Linked DNA regions of Mus musculus: region 2 is linked to region 1. The links are chromatin contacts, called in public HiChIP or PLAC-seq maps. All regions are on one chromosome and are shown on one strand. The core of a region is the stretch at or near the end of the contact, and the rest is flanking DNA. Distances in the headings are between cores, read along the strand shown.

What was found. HiChIP or PLAC-seq counts read pairs in DNA pulled down with a chosen protein or histone mark.
Region 2: a contact with region 1 is called in an H3K27ac HiChIP or PLAC-seq map of stem cell-derived neural progenitor cells, with 3 times the contacts expected there. The contact joins the promoter of Retreg2 here to the promoter of Cxcr1 in region 1. A contact is called at or near these places in 1 of 115 datasets of contacts at active chromatin or transcription factors (stem cell-derived neural progenitor cells) and 1 of 9 other capture datasets (pancreatic islet).

Annotation. Positions count from the first base shown.
Region 1 is chr1:74,193,304-74,198,846 of GRCm38.p6, forward strand. It overlaps Cxcr1 (chemokine (C-X-C motif) receptor 1), which reads right to left and starts at 1,328. Exons shown (of 2, transcript NM_178241.4): 1 at 1,289-1,328.
Region 2 is chr1:75,139,683-75,144,794 of GRCm38.p6, forward strand. Retreg2 (reticulophagy regulator family member 2) reads left to right here and starts at 3,104. Exons shown (of 9, transcript NM_170755.2): 1 at 3,104-3,446; 2 at 3,687-3,793; 3 at 4,241-4,271; 4 at 4,622-4,757; 5 at 4,940-5,024. The coding sequence starts at 3,181. Cnppd1 (cyclin Pas1/PHO80 domain containing 1) reads right to left here and starts at 3,029. Exons shown (of 10, transcript NM_026977.3): 1 at 2,961-3,029; 2 at 2,376-2,878; 3 at 1,734-1,821; 4 at 1,216-1,324; 5 at 139-220. The coding sequence starts at 1,802.

The DNA.
Region 1 (5,543 bases), core at 78-2,577:
AATTTTTGTAAAGACATATTATTTTTCATTGCTTTTATTTATGTATAAGTGCATATGAACTTGTCTGTGTGTCTATATGTAGAGGTCAGAAGAAGGCATCTGATCCCTTGGAACTGGAGCTACCAGGAGTAGCGAGCTGCCCAAAGTGGGTCCTAGGAACCAAATCCTCAGGAGCACTCCATGCTCCTAACCACTGAGCTATCTCCCCAGCCCCTTGTTTGCCTTTCTTAAAACCTACCTGGAGAAAGAGGTGATAACTTCAGATTACATTACACTGTACTCTGCGCCTTGTCTTCTGATGAGATTGTCTCCAGCTTTCACAGTTGTAAACATCGCGTCAAAAGCACACAGAAGAGGCCAAAGCAATGATTCAGTGAGGTGCCTGCGTGCTGCCAAGCCGAAAACCTGAACTTGATCCCCAGAGCCCACATGGTAGAAGGAAAGAACTACCTCATGTAGGTTATTCTCTGGCCTCCACACCTAAGCTCACACACACATTAAGCGTGAAATAGAAAAATTTTAAATGCATGTCAAGGGTTGGTGAGATACCTCGGCAGAGCTTGTCACACAAGCCTGACACCTTGAGTTTGCTCCCAGAATCTATGATGGAAGAAGGAAACCAGCTCCTTAAAATTGTCCTCTAGCCTCTGGCCTCTGTATATAGTCCTGCACACTTGCACACACACACACACACACACACACACACACACACACACACTTGAGACATGAGAACACGTGTGCACCTCTACCCAACACCAGGGCTCTGTAATCTGGAAGTATTTAGAAGTTAACTGAGTTTAAGATGAGGATACAGTTACCTAATGCCCACTCTCAATGGCTACCTTACCTGGGGCCTTTAATCCCCAAAGATTTCCACTTATCAACTGCAGATTGTGGGAAGATAGGGAGCTCTCCCAGCTTCCAGGCCTTGGATTCTATGGCAAGGGCAACCACATCCCTACCCCTTGGGATGCTCTCTCAGTGCCAGAGTTTGCATCTTCACAGAAGATGAAGGTTAGAGAGAAGCAATCAACACTGAGCCAGGAAACTGTTCACTGCAGCCACATAACAGGAAAGCAATAAAAAGCAATGGCTGAGGGGAGGGGGGCTGTGACCGTAAGCACCTAGGAAGTCAGAGTTGCGTACCTAGACACAGTGAGGGGACAAGAAACCATTTATCAGAAATCCCTTAGTCCCACAGAAACCAGTGTGTTTTCTAAAATAAAGTTGGACCAAGCCTTCCTACCCCAACATGTGGACTGACACACAGCTGACACAGGCGTCCTACCTGAGGCACCAGCTGGGTCCGTTCCTTGTGTGCGGGAGGAGCCTGCAGCTCAGGAAACAGAATGATCAAACAACCGAAGGGACTGGATGAATAAAAGAAAGAGGGAGAAACCACACCTCCCCCTAGAGCCCCGCCCACATCTGCATTTGGGTACAGATGAAGTCATGGGGCCCGGCAGTATCAGAGATTCTGAGTTCCGTAGGCTTAGCAGGGTGACCCTGCAGTTAAGGGTGTTCTCTCTAACTCCTTCCCTCCATAGATGATCACTTCTACCATCTTCAGTTTCTTGAATTTACCTGCACGTGCCACCCCTAAGTTTCCTAATAGATTACCTTGAGAAGTTTCTAACTTCCCAAGGGGAATAAGAAAGGGGGCAGTACAGACTTCCTATAACAGAAGTTTCAGAAGTCCACGGTGGGAAAGACTTAGGGAGTCTAAAGGAGAACTTAGCGGAAAGCTGGTGGTAGGGTCTACACTTAAGCTGTGTTTGGACAGCACGCAGACATTTATGTTGGTGCTGGAATAGAACCCAGGACCCAGTGCATGCTGGGACAAGTATCCTACCGCTGAGCTACACCTGCAACCCCAATGCTTGCTGTTTTGTTTTGTTTTGTTTTGTTTTGTTTTGAGACAGAGTCTCTCATAGCCCATGCTGACCTTAAGTCCATAAACCTTCATCTCTCTCCCAAATATTGGCATTACAAGTATACACCACTATGCCCAGCTATAAGCACGCCATTTTCACTTATATTTATAGGCATCTTTAGGGTCATGTGGTAGAGATTTTGGAAGGAAAACCTTTCCTTTACACTCTCTTTTACTTCCAATTATTGCTTGGTTACAGTAGAGCTGAGGTTTGGGGCATGGCCACTCCTTCCCTGAAGTCTATCAGAAGATCATGAGGGCTGGGAAAACAGTGAAAGACCATCTGGGGGTGATGCCATTACTGCTCCCCATTTGGTACTGAAGGACAGCTTCTTTAGGAAGCTGCCTGAGAAGTCCCTGAGCAACTCACAGCTGACCCCTGACTTTATTCCTAGGGTTCAGTGGACTGGTTAGTTTGAACTATCAACTAAACACAACCTAGAGTCATCTGAGAAGGGAATCCCAATTGAGGGATTTCTCAGATCAGACAGGCCTGTGGGCATATCTGTGGAAGATTGTCTTGATCTCTAATTGATGTAGGAGGGCCCAGCCCACTGTGGGAGGCACCATCCCCAAGCAGGTGGCCCTGGTCTGTATAAGAAAACTTGGTAGGGATGGAAAAATGGCTGACTGGGTTAAGAGCACAGACTGTGGGCTGGAGAGATGGCTCGGCAGTTAAGAGCACTGACTGTTCTTCCAATTCCCAGTTCAATTCCCAGCAACCAGATGATGGCTCACAGCCATCTGTAATGGGATCCGATGTCCTCTTCTGGTGTGTCTGAAGACAGCGACAGTGTGCTCATAAACATTATACAAACAAATAAAAGAACATGGCCTGCTCTTCTGGAGGACTCAAGGTTGGTCCCCAACATCCACATGGTAGCTTCAAAAGGTCTGTAGCTCCAGTCTCAGGGGAAATCTGATGCCCTCTGCTGGCTTCTGAGGGCAGCACATGCACACGGTGCTCAGATGTCCGTGCAGGCACAACACCCACGTACACAAAATTGCCTATTCTATGCATGTCAAGATGAACTTTTCCTGCAAGTGGTTTACAAAGAATTGCGTTTAAAATTTAACATTTTCACGCTTATTGCCTGTTATAATTTTATGCTTATAATTCCCACGGTAAAAATGCCCTCTATTATCTTGTGTACATTTCAATACCATAATCCTTCTTTTCCAAATAAAAATGAAACCTTCAGTTTCAGAAACTAAAGAATGTTTAATGAAAGCCAGCCAGCCACGGCCCTGTGAGTGAGCCAACAAGAAGTGTTCCTCTGTGGTTTCTGCCTCAAACCCCTGTTCAAGATCCTGCCCTGAATCCCCTCAGGGTTGGACCAGGACCTGTACGCAAAATAAATCCTTTCCTCCCCTGGGTTGCTTTTAGTCACAATCTTCTCTCAGAGAAACAGCGATGAAGCGGGAACTCTCCTAAACCTTTTCCCACTACACTGTGAGTTCCACTATGCTGTGACAATGCGTTTGCAGGGGAGGCTCCTGCTTTGCGCTGTCTGCAGCTAGAGAGCAAAGGTCCCCTTTCCAATTCGCCTTTGGACCTGTCCTCTGCCAGGAAACACAGCATGTGACTGCCAAGGGTTGTCAACGAAATGCTGTTTCTCTCGAAACTCATGGAGTACACCTCACACTGCACCACTCTAAAAGGGTCCTAACTAAGACAGGGGTCAAGGTCTGTCTAAGACTCAGATTTTAAACCACATATAGTAGTGCACACCTATAATCCCAGAACTCAGGAGCGAAGGCGGGACGTTATCATAAATTTGAGGCCACCCTGAGCTACATAGTAAATTCCAGGTCAGCCAGGGCTACCTAGAAAGACTCTGTCTCAAAAGACCAAACAGTAGATAAATAAACAAACAAATAGGGGTTGGAGAGATGGCTCAGCAGATGCTCACTAGATGCTCTTGCCGAAGACCCGGGCTCGGTACCAAGCACCCACACTGAGCAGATCACAACAGCTTGTAAATCCAACGTCAGGAAATCCGGCCCCTAAGTGCTACTCGTGCATAGGGCACACATACAGGTAAAATACACACAGCAAAATACCTACACACGTGACATCATAAAATTTAAAATTTAACCCAGTGGTGGCACATGCCTTTAATCCCAGCCCTTGGGAGGCAGAGGCAGATGGATCTCTGAGTTCAACACCAGCTTAGACTACAAAGTGAGTTCCAGGACAGCCAGGACTACACAGAAAAACCCTGACTTGAAAAATAAAAATAAAAGATTTTCTTTTCAAAACATTTTTTAAAAATTAAAATTTAAACTAGACAAAGATCTACTAGCTCAAGTTCTTTGAATATAGTTATCACTTGCTTTTCCTAAGTCCCCTGTTGAGGCAGTTCACAACTTTTGTGAATTTTTATGAATCTTGGAGCAATTGGGAAGGGCTGGATCAGCCCTGCAGCCCAGGAGCAAAGGGGAAACAGCCCCTCGGGATGAGCGTGGTAGAGACAGCAGCCTTTTCAGAAAGATAGAGCTGGAGAATGAAGGTTAGAAGCATCTCTCAGCTCAAGGTCAGGTAAAGCATTTTGCTGGAGGAAGGGAAAGGCACAAAGATATAGAGAGAAACAAAGCATTCCCGGTTGAAAGGGCAAGCCAGCCTCCCAATGCATCTTCTGCTCTCCATTTCCCACCCACAACCGCTCCCAAGCATACCAGGCACAGTGTTCCCAACAGGGATGAACACTCAGTGCCACAAAGATGACTGTGACAGACGCAGCCTGGATGCCAGGCAACCAGCGATGTGTGGGAGTCTTCGTGATATCATCCTTAACACTGTCTCAAACTCAATGATTTGCCATTGAGGTGGACAGCCACACAGTAGGGCTCTGTGTGGTCTTTCATGCATGCGTACACACTTTTAACACATAAACATCTGTTTACATCCTTCCAGAAGAATCCACTTCGATCTGAAGGTCAAAGGGGAAGCGGGTTTTCCCCCCTCTCCCTGTGACATCCCCGTGGTCACAGCAACAAGGTTAGAGGACAAGTCTGTGACTTGTGATGAGCCAATCAAAGCCAAAGTCAGGTGTTTGCTCAGTGTGAAGCATGTTACGTCATCTTGAGGTAACTGATGGACATTTCTGTTACCACAAATGACAATGTTGTCTGAGAACCCAAACAAACATATCCAGAAGGAAGAAGATCTAAGAAAATAATCAGAAATCGGAGCCAGGGTTCTGTGCGAACCTTGCCCAGGGCCTTCTTCTCTCTGTACTTTCCTGTCACAGGAGCCTGTAAATTTCTTATGCAGTTCAAGCCAGTTCAGGAGCTAGAGAGGACTCAGCTGGTAAAAAACTTCCCTACAAGTGCAATGATCTGAATTCAACACCCAGAACCCAACACACACACACACACATACACACACACACACACACACACACACACACACACACACATGCATACACACACTCACATACATGCGTACATACACAGTCACACACACATAGTCAAAAACATATACACACATATGCATACACACACACACACACACACACACACACACACACACACACCCTGGGCATGATGATTTACACTTCCATTTGTAATCCAGCACCTAGGAAGGCAAAGACAGGCAGGTCCCTGG
Region 2 (5,112 bases), core at 1,854-4,353, 950 kb after region 1:
GGAGGTAGAAAGGATTGGTAATTAAACCCAAGAGTCCTTCAGTTCTTCAGACTCTCAAGATTCTCATCACACTTTCTCTTAGAGACAATAACATCCCACAAGCCCAGTCTCATTCTATCCCCTTGATCCCAGGCTCACCGGGACACATGGGCTACATATTTTTTCTGGAGTCGGCGAATAGGACTGGGTGCTGCCTTCTGAAGAAGTTCCACAGTAATGTCTGCAAGGAGATAGAGGAGCAGAATAAGCAACTGCAACACATACTGTAGTCCCCACTACTGTCAGGGAAGACCTAGGTGTGAGGCCCTGAGGACAGGACTGTCAAAAAAAACTAGAAATCAAATTCTGCTAAGACAGGAGGGAAGGCATGATGAAACACACCTGTAATCCCAAAACTCAAGACATAAGGCAGGGGGATTACTACAAGGTGGAGGCCATCCAGACCTCTACAGTGAGTTCCAGGCTTCTGGGATCTACACAGTAAGACACTGTCTCAACCCTTCAGGCCTCGATTTCCCCACTATACCTCACCCCCAAATTCTAAGTGGATGAAAGCCCACTCTAAGGTTGGTCCTCAACTTTTTCTAGCAGAAAGGCTTCTTTTTCTTTTTAAAGATTTATTTATTTTATTTATATGAGCACACTGTAGCTGTCTTCAGACACACCACAGGAGGGCATCCGATCCCACTACATGTGGTTGCTGAGACTTGAACTCAGGACCTCTGAAAGAGCAATCAGTGCTCTTAACTGCTGAGCCATCTCTCCAGCCCAACACTTGTTTTTCTATTAAGTTACTCATGTTTCTCTTTCCCCAATGTTTATTTGAGAAGTATGCCTTATTTACTTGAGAAACATGTAACATGTATACTTAGAAAACTAAATTTCTGCCCTATAAATCACAAGAGGCAGCAGAACTTGGGCTATAGCTCTGTGGTAGAATGCCTGCAGAGCATACACAAAGCCCTAAAAATAAGTGACTGCAATTTATGAGCTGTTTTTACTCATGTGGGCTAAAAGAATTTGAAACATGGCCTGCATTGTCAAACCAAGTACCAACCAAGCTAGTTATAATGAGACACAGTGCAGCTCAGAGGGCAAACCTCCAGGCATTTGGGTGACTATGACAACCCAGTCCTCCAAGTTTCCACTTGCTCAGTCACACACACACACCACCACCACCACCACCACCACCACCACCACCATCACCAGTCTAACCTGCCACAGGGCTGGAGAGCTCCTCCAGGCTGCAGTCTGTCTCCAAGTCCCAGCCATAATAGAGTCTCCTTCGGATTCGAGCACTTAGCTTTTGGTGTCCTGGAAGGACCTGAAACAGGGCCAGGAGTAGTGGAGGGTGAAGGGCAGGGAAGGTTTGGTGGAAATCCTGGGTACTGACCCGGGCCTATACTCTACCCAGCCCAGAGTTCCCAAGATCATTTGTTAATGGCAGCCTAGTCTTGTCCACAGTGGGAGAAAGACAATAAGCCCGCTTCTGACATCACTGAGGGCTCCCAATAGAAGACTAGACAACTAGAAACCAGATGGGACCCCAGTCTAATCACTAGCAGTTCCCCTCTTATAACCTGAGGCTTTGCCTTCAGGCCCAAGTGGCATTGCTCTCAACAATAGCCCACTCCAGGGCATAACAAGTAAGAGAGCTCCCATTCCGCTCGGGTCTGGAGGAGAACGCCTGGGAGTTCTGACTCCCAGAGGCAGAGAACAGGCGGACCTCTCACCATGAAGTCTTGGAAACCGGTGAGGGAGAAGGCGCCTTCTTCGTCCAGCAGGAGCCCAGTCAGGTCCATCGCACTGTCAGCCGCCACCCTGCGAAGGTGGAGGGAAAGGGAAGGAATCGTAAGTGACCCCAGAGCCGTGCTCACCCGTTGGCCCACCTCTCCCGAAAGGGCCACCGCCCGACTGCGCGCAGCCTCCTCCCTTCTCGCAGGCGGCCGTGGGACGCCTCTTCCTGTTCCGCGTGCGACTGGGCCTCCCGGCGCCCGACGACAGGCGCGGCGCTCACCAGGCGAACCAGGAGGTACGAGGGCCAGCAGTGTTCTCAGCCCGTGCCGCGTTCGCTAGGCGTTTATAAGCTGCGGGAGTGAGTGTCACCGACGAGTCTGCGCGCCCGGCAGGAAGTGCCTCCTGCCTTGCCCAACCTGAGAGCTCCGGGTCTCCGGAGCTATGAGCACCGGGGGCAATTGTAATACGGTTCCCAGGGGACCGCGACACACCAAGGGTGAACGCGCTGACCAGGCTTTGTAGTCGTGGTACAGATAGTAACGAGCCTAACACAAAGGCAACGCGGCGAGTTGTTTCCTGGGTTTTAGGGAAGACGCACTCAATCAGCAATGCCCAGGAAAGATGAACAAGAAACTTACCGTAGGTGGGAGAACTGTGAACAAGGTGGGAGGGAATCTGTTGAATCTTTATGCCCCTTAGAAGTTTGAAACTGTAACACTCGAATACATACTGTATTCTGTATGGTTACTCCAGCAATTAAATGATCTCAAAAGATATAAAGCCTCAATGTACGATGTTAAACAGGTCTCCCCAAAGCAAACAGCGCCTGGATGTTTTATTTCCAAACACTCCTTCCACACAATTTGCGGCTGAGAGATTTTGGGAAGAGAGAGGGCCGACGCTCCAAGAAGGAAGAAACAACTTTTCGAAGTTGGTGAAGCTGCTTTGAAGTCATTAAAGTCACGCGCTGGTGTTTGTTTATCCGCTGAGGGGAGGGGACTGGAGGCGAAGAGGGTTGAGTAATGGGGATGGCACCGCCCTTCCCGATCCCAAGCAGATTGTAGTCAAGATCCTGGGGGCCTGAAAGCCCACTCACTGCCTCTGGGCAGTGCCTCACGCGACAAAGAGGTCTCCAGCCGCCCTGTAAACACCGGGAGAAGACCTCAGGCCTCGCAGCCTCAACGCCCGCCCCGGATCACCCCTCCAGCACCCTGGAAGCACACCTTCGTGGGTGCAGGATCACGACAGCGGCCAACGCGCACGCGCGGGCGTCCCATCCGGGCTGTTAGGGCACGTCACGTGGCATCGCGCTTCATCACGTGACGCTTGACCGCAGGTTTTTTTGCTCGCCCGTGCGTGCGCCCCCTTCCGTCTGACGCGCCCCCGGCGGCGGCCGCGCAGCCCTGGCTCCTCGCGGGCTCGGGCAGCGGCTGCGGCGCGGTGATGGCGAGCAGCGGTGGCGGTAACACCGGCGCGGGTGGCACCTCGGGGCTGGGCCTGGGCCTGGGGCTGAGCCTCGGCATGGGTGAGGCCACTGGCGACGCGGAGGAGGAGGCGGCCGCAGCCGAGGCAGTGGGACGTTTAGCTACGTCCCTGTGGCTGCGGCTCCGCGGCTGGGAGGCGGTGCTGGCGGCCGCACAGCGACTGCTGGTTTGGGAGAAGCCGCTGCACAGCCTGGTCACGGCGGCCACACTCAACGGCCTCTTCTGGTAACGGCCACGGAGGAGGGGGCGGGGCCGGGCTGCGCGGGAGAGCGGGGGCGGGAGGACCGGGTGCTCCCTCCCTTGGAGGGCTGTCAGCGTCTGGGGCGGTGATCCTGCACCAGGTGGCCCCATTTTTTAGTCTCTTAGTGACTGGGTGAGGCTTAGAGGGCCATCTCCCCATCCATGGGTCTTTCTGTGATTTTCGATGGATTTGGGAGCCTCAACTGAGATGCCTGTCTCCCTAAGGTTGTTGTCTTCGTCGTCCCTCCGGCCCTTCTTCCTGCTCAGCATCTCACTTTTGACCTATTTTCTACTGGATCTCTGGCATCCTCGCTTTCTCCCTGACGTTTCAGGTGAGTTTCTTCATTCCACATGCACTGTATGCACCTGCTCCGTGCATCACCCTGCTACTTGAGGGGAGGCACAGGAAGGCCATTTATCTCCTAAGGCATCCTGTATGCCCTTCCATCGTTTTTTTTTTTTTTTTTTTTTTTTTTAAGAAAATTGCCTGAAATGAGAATTGTTTCTTTTCCAAAATTAATGTTCTTGTGAGTTTAGTAGTCAAAACTATATAGCATTTAAAGCTGGGTTCAGAAACAGCATATCGTACACCTTGTAGTTGGTGGGTAAAGGGAATGCTCTGGACTTCACATAGTGGTTCAGGCCTGGAAGCGAGAGACAGAGGGATTACTGAAAAATTGAGACCAAGAATGTTAAAGAGAGGCAGCTCTTTCTGACTTTGGATCTGTCTCTAAGTGCTTCTTGTATTCTTAACTTACCCCACACCCTTTTCTCCATAGCACCACCCCCTGAAGAACCACACTCTGACAGGTGAGTATAGGCCACCTTTTAAAGAAGATGCCCAAATGTGGTCTGCTTGCTGTGCTCAGCTCAAAGAGGAGCAGGGCTGTGGCTTGTGCAGGCATAGGCCCAGTGTAATGAAGGGACTTACAGCAAGCAAAAGTATGCCTGGCTCTAGGCTTCTTTGTATGCAAACGCTGTGTTCCTTCTCCCGTGGAGGTAGAGGGTTGAGTACCCTGGGAATTTACATCCCAGGATGAGGATGCCTTCCTTTGGGGGAGGTGGGGCCTCCAGAGTGAGATCTCATCAGCAGTCTCAAAGTGACTTGAGTGTCTTAGCTGGTTTCTGAGGCCTCCAGGGGTCATGTCATGTCTCCCCAGTGAGGGTGCGGGGTCAGGCGCCCAGCCGCACCTGCTGAGTGTGCCCGAGTTGTGCAGATACCTGGCTGAGAGCTGGCTCACCTTCCAGATTCACCTGCAAGAGCTGTTGCAGTACAAGAGGCAGAATCCAGCTCAGGTAAACCCCATCCTGAAATGGTTGCAGGAGTCGGGCTGGGAGAGAGTGACGCGTGCAGTGACTGTTGTAAATTTCCTCAACTGGTTCCCATTTTTTTCCACCACATGAATAGTTTCTCCCCTGGTGACTGTGCACATGGTGTAAGCCTGTGTTCTTCACTGCTCCTGTGCTCTTCCCTGCAGTTCTGCGCTCGGGGCTGCGCTGCCTGTGCTGTGCTGGCTGTGTTGGGACACTATGTTCCGGGAGTTATGATTTCCTACATTGTCTGTGAGTGGAGCTCATTCCTGCTCTTTCCAAAGCCCTGTCTAGTCTTCTTTTCCTGGGTTGACCCAAAGGAAAGACTGTGTTTTCTTTG